Linked DNA regions of Zea mays: region 2 is linked to region 1. A link is a contact called in public Hi-C data. All regions are on one chromosome and are shown on one strand. Each heading gives the region's core, a stretch centred on a gene start, on an enhancer-like site or on the middle of the called end of the contact. The rest is flanking DNA. Distances are from core to core; before and after follow the strand shown.

The links. Hi-C and Micro-C count contacts between places; a contact is called where the count stands out from the background.
Region 2: a Hi-C map of tassel shows a contact between it and region 1, with 2.8 times the contacts expected there. The contact joins the promoter of LOC100280275 here to the promoter of LOC100127524 in region 1. A contact is called at or near these places in 4 of 25 Hi-C or Micro-C datasets (bundle sheath, ear, leaf and 1 more).

What each region holds. Positions count from the first base shown.
Region 1 is chr6:85,657,539-85,660,557 of Zm-B73-REFERENCE-NAM-5.0, reverse strand. LOC100127524 reads right to left here and starts at 1,529. Exons shown (of 4, transcript NM_001112781.1): 1 at 1,152-1,529; 2 at 982-1,043; 3 at 235-275. The coding sequence starts at 1,352.
Region 2 is chr6:85,961,947-85,964,965 of Zm-B73-REFERENCE-NAM-5.0, reverse strand. LOC100280275 (Protein-tyrosine sulfotransferase) reads right to left here and starts at 1,555. Exons shown (of 12, transcript NM_001165575.2): 1 at 1,154-1,555; 2 at 764-938; 3 at 619-690. The coding sequence starts at 1,214.

The DNA of each region.
Region 1 (3,019 bases), core at 280-2,779:
ATATATATATAGAATTCTTTTGTACGTCTCCATTTAACCGGCCGGTGGCCGATCGACAAGTGTGACGCCGTATATATGCGTTTGATCTGCATGCACAATATATATAGGAAATCCGGCCACGTACGTGTAGTAAAAAGTTTGTCTGGACACAGTTGTATAGACAGACAGACAGACAGACAGACAGACAGAAAACAAACAGACAGTTTATGACCGGACGGAGTGACAGATTTATACCAAATGCTGCCCCAGTAGTTCCCGGAATATCCGTCACCAGCCTGCATGAAAGAAGACGGTAGATCAGAGATGACATGACCAACCAACCAACTATATATGACGTTGTTGAGTTTTTATTTCAAAAATTTGGACCACTCGTCTAATTAAAAATACTTATTCGAAAATGTAAAAATTTTAAATGATTATCTTAACGGGACGTTTGTATCCATTCATTTTAAAGAAATTGAAAAGTAACCTATTTAGCTTGAAATTTAATATCCATCGTTTTCTAAAGTTTAGATATAAACCTATCTCAAATTCATTTGGTGAAGGATGAGAAATGATTTTATGTATTAGTAGAATTTGTTTCTACACTACAAATTATAGGACGCTCTTCGGCTCACTCCTCTATATTAAAAATGTAGCACATAAATATCTCTGACATCTTGCTAATAATAGTATACAAATATATTTTGCATAAAACCAAATTACTATTATTAGAATGAAATTCAATTCCAAGGAACCAAACGGTGCATAAGTGATAAAGCAAATCACAACAAAACAAATAATAATTCATGATTTATTTTAAATAAAACAAGTGGTCAAAATTTTTGAAGAAAAAAGATCAACCGTGGTGTCATATATTTAAGAACGGAGGGAGGGAGTATGAGATTTTACTTGTAACATATAACATATGTATGTATACATATATAGATAGTGAAGGGATCGATCGAGTGTGTGCAGGACGAGTACGTATAAATATTTTACCAGTGTAGGTACTCCCTAAGGTTCGGGTCGCTTGGGCTCGGAGCATCCGGGTCCACCATCACCTGAAGAACGAAGCATGCATGGCATCACGTACGATCATAAGCTAGCTAGCTAGCTAGGTAGCTAGCCAATGAAGAGAAGTAAAACGACGTGTATATATATATACGTACGAGGGTGTAGAAGGTCCTCATGTCAGGTCCCCCGACCTCGACCCTGGGCTGGTGCACCACCATGGACGGCTTGAGCTCGCAGCCGTTGGACACGGTCCTGGCCCCGTAGCTGACCCTGAGGTTGGTGGTCCGGACGAAGGGGTCCAGCACGTCGCCGACCACCCTACCAACCACCAGCGGCTCCCTGTCCCTGCCGGCCATGTCGATCTATCCGACGACCCTAGCTCTAGCTAGCTAGCTGCCTAGCTTGTGTGTGCTTGACCGCTGCAATCAACAACGGCCGGTACGTGACCAAGAAGGCTACTAGCTTGGTAGCTTAGCTTCGGTCGAGCTTGATAGCTAAGTCGTTTGGCCAAGGTACTACCTGCTGCTGGCTAGCTAGCTGATGATCGATGGCCAGTTTATATAGTGGCCGGTGGCCGGTACGTCAAGCTCACCAGGAGTATATATGATGCATGGTACCGTCACCAACTTGCTGCTGCATGCTATTGGCTGATATGAGTTAAGGTTTACTACTGTGTGTGGCTAGCTGCTGGCTATGTCGTTGTGCTGTTCCTAATAGTTTTTGTTGCTGCTGCTGCTGTCTGAGTCTGCTAGTAGCACATGCATGTCCCCCATAGAATCTCCAGTCATTTTCTCTATCTCCAATTCTTCTTGTGTGGACCTGATGACACTAGCTATGCACACTCGGTATATGCAGAACTAGTATGCTGGATGCGCGCGGGGCCGGGGCATCCGCATCGCGCGCGCGCTTTTGACCCTCGCGCGCGGCCCAAAAGCAGTGGCTACCATAGCAGCTAGAAGCTAGCTAGCTTCTCCTCAGCTAGCTCCTGCAGACCGCACGTACGTACACGTCTATCTGTCCATCTCAATCTGAATCTTAAGCGCGCAGCTGCTGCATGCTAGCTTCTCGACGATCAGTTCCGTAGCGCTAGCTCCAACTAATCTGTCGAGAGTATGTCTGCCAACCAGGCGCAAGTTTCATGGTCACCTTTTTTAGTGTTTTTTTCACAGTGATTTGCCCGGGCAGCATATGTATGTGTAGGGTGTTTCTTGTGCATATACTGCTACAATAATGTCCGCCTGCTGGTATTATTCTTCATTGCTGCTATCTGCTGGTGCTGTGCTGGGGTCACCCTATCCGATTTCCGATCCATCTGCCGCATAAACTAAAGCTAGCTTCGCCGCCCTTTTGTTTAAAGTAGCCAGGAAAATTTTTAGGAGAGGCTGAACTATGATCAACAGAGACATAATTTCACTAAACCGCTCACAACATACAAATATCATAGTTTAAAAATATCATAGTTTAAAGTAGTTATATATATTGAAACATCGATGAACGATGAAAATCATAAAATATATAATAAGAAATGTAGGATGTAATTTTACGGGAAGCTATATGGGGATGGAGGCACTATTGGCTCGGGAGCGATAGGGGGCTCGAGCCCCACCTGCTAGCTAGCTGCTGGTGCTGTGTTGGGGTCACCCTATCCGATTTCCGATCCATCTGCCGGTACACTAACGATGTAGGGACGATGCTCAACGCAGACGGAGCCAAGAAATTTTTTAGGAGAGGCTAAACTATGCTCAACGGAGATATAATCTCACTAAACCGCTCACAACATACAAATACCATAGTTTAAAGTAGTTTCATATTGAAACATCGATGAACGATGAAAATATAAAATATATAATGAGAAATGTAGGATGTAATTTTACGGGAAGCTATATGGGGAGGCACTATTTGCTCGGGAGCGGTAGGGGGCTCGAGCCCCACCTGCCCCCGTGTGTGGTCTGAAAGGATGAAAGATGGCAACGCAAGCATCAACCATGTCAGATCACTTGCCATAAATAAAGGGTATAACTTA
Region 2 (3,019 bases), core at 306-2,805, 300 kb before region 1:
TGTAAGCAAATTATCTTAAGAAAAAAATTGGAACTGAACTCATGGGACAAACACTGACAGTTACTTCACAAGGAATAACAATTAAAAAGTGTTCATTCACTACCTACATATCTGTTGGCATGACCCATAGACATGTCACAACATCCATGTAAAACGTCAGTTAATATTACAAGATCTAGTTGCTATGCATGTACAAGAATTGCCGTAATTAGCATAATGGGTACCATCAATGTTAACAACTTCCACATTCCTGGTCAGATAAGCACGAAGAACATTATTTCACTAGACAGAAATGCAGTAAACCATATATCTCATTGAAATTATTTGGTTCATGATCCAAATTTGTAAAATAGAAGATAATTTTCCTAGAGGGAGTATTTCCAAAGAACATTTTTCATAAAGGCCACAAAATTAATTAATTAATTAAAAACAGCAGGGCAGATGGCACCCAGAATTTGAAGAAGACACACATTTCTTTTAACTGATTCAGACAGTTCACGGGAACAGTGCTATGATTAAGAACTCTGATGTGGTGCTCATAAAACAGATATGGTTTGTCGAATTGCCCAAATGGCATGGTGATGCAGTTGAGCAAAGTAGAGAGCTAACTTTGCTCACCTTGGATCGAACCGTAGTTTGTCGTAAGAACGCGGGCATTCCTGCGCGTTCGTATACAGCTTTTTGAGGAAGCTGCCAAGGCATGAAACATGAGCGGGATGTAGATTACTGTGGATCAAAGTGATGTCCAGTCCAGCGAATGTACCAGTGAAAGTAGGTGCGGCCTCCAGTCCTAGGAATGTGGAGGAAGAAGAGCAAATCCTTGAGGCTCAGTTTGTCCCCGTCCTTCACGCGCCCAGACGAGGCATCCGCCCAGCCCCTGACGACACCCTCGCAGTGTCTGTACCCATCGTCGGAACTGACAAGTGGAAGCAGAGCCACTGCACCACACCACCCGAACGGACGAGTGATTAGTCGAAAAACAGCGCAAAATCCGAGGCAGGTGTGTTTCCCAGCTCAACGAGCGCACCCCGCCGAAACAGTCCCAGCGAATGAATCGCTCGATCAAAACGGCGAACGCAGCCGCAGAACAGAGTTCGGACGTGCCGACTGCCGAGGAGACATGCGAGAGCCAAGGAAGAGGGGGAGGGCGCACCTGATACGAAGACGAGGAGCGCGAGCGCGCGCACGCCCAATCGAAGCGCCGCCCGCGCCATCGGTTCGTCTGGGGCACCGTCCCGCCCCCAGATCCGGCGGCGAACGCGGCGCCCAGGGGCAGCGATCGGGGAGCGAGGAGAGACACGAACACAGCGGCGACAGAATGGAGGACGACGAGCATTAAAAAGGGATGCGGGGGAGGAAACGGAAATGGAAGGACCACGAGCGGGTGGCGGCAAGCGGGGGACAGACGTAAGGGGTCGACTCGAGGACCTCGGCACCGGCGCGGGCGGCCCGGCACCCGCCGCTTTCCTCGCCTCCCTCGGTCTCCGAGCTCCCCACTGCCCTCTGCTCTCCTCTCTTCTCGTGGCGGCGTTGTTTATTCGCTCGCACGCCCAGCTGCCCAGCGCTTGAGCGCTAGTCCCAGTCGCTCGGGCCGGCACGCCCGAGGCGGGCGTAGTGGGGGTTGGCGCTTGGCTGTGGGCTGTGGCAGACTGGCAGCAGCGGTGGTGGGAATTGGGAAAGCGCAGCGGAAAGGCCAGCCGCCACGGCGCAGTGGGATGGTTTTTTTAGTGTGTAATGGGGTCCGATACGGAGCGATATTATTTATTTTCACATTTTTTTCTTAAGATTTAGATCAGATACAGATATTATTAAGTTGTCAGATAAGATTTAATGTATATCAATATTTTAAAAATCTAACTTTGGAAATACAGATACGGATAATTGTATATAGATGGGATATTGAGTACATAAACTCGAATATAAATTAGATCTCAATTCTTTTAAACAGATCGAATTCGACAACAGACGGAATATCCCATTCCGCGCCCTCCAGTCTTCAAATTCTTAATGTTTAAGGGTTTTTCACTTTAGATGTAAATATTTGGTGTTGAAGTATTTGAACCTCATTTTGAACTAGCATACTCTTGATCTAGATGGTCCCGTACATGACTAATTACTCTCCCACGCTTCGTTTTTCACTTTGGATGCAAATATTCGTTTTCCACGCACAGGATGAATCCTTAAACACCCATAGTTTTTGGTCGGTTTCACGCTACCGGCCTCAACCCTCTATCGGATTCGGGAGTCACCATCAGTCCGAGTTGCGCAAACCAACCAGCCAACCAACGATTGATTTTGCAAATTTTTTCATTGTTTTAGGGCATGTATAGCTCAAAAGATCTGGTTTTTTTTCAAATACAAGAGATACTTCATAATATAATTGTGGATATTTAGATCACAAATACAGCTAAAAGACAATATATGTAAGTGTCATGTAGAAACAGACTCTTCGAGGGCAAGCTCATCTCTTATATTTTTTTCATTTAACCCTCCAGAGGATTATGGCCCTGTTTGGTTTGAGAGACTAAACATTATCCGTTTAGTATCATTTAGTTCCTAAATTACCAAAATGGTGGGATTAAAACAGGGTCTAAACTGATTTAGTCACTAGTCCCTCAAAGAGTGACTAAAAGGAACTAAACCATATTAATTTCATCTTTTGCCCTCGTTTATTTTAGGTGCATTAATGGCGAGAGAATGTTAAGTGACATTTTGGTCTTTTTATGAGTCATTTAATGTGTTATAAATATTTATAGTACCTGGAACCAAACATGATAGAGACTAAACTATAGTACCCCAATTAAACTTTAGTCTATGGACTAAACAAATCAAACATGCCCTATATAAATAGGGTTATACATGCCCTTATACACGTCTGTTTGTTTGAAGGCCACTCTTCTAAACTTTAGGGAAAAAACAAAATCCTATTTAGTTCTAGAGACTAAAAATGAGTAAAGCCTATTAATTATTATATATAAAGACAATATTGCCCCTAATTAATATAGATGGTTTAGTTCTA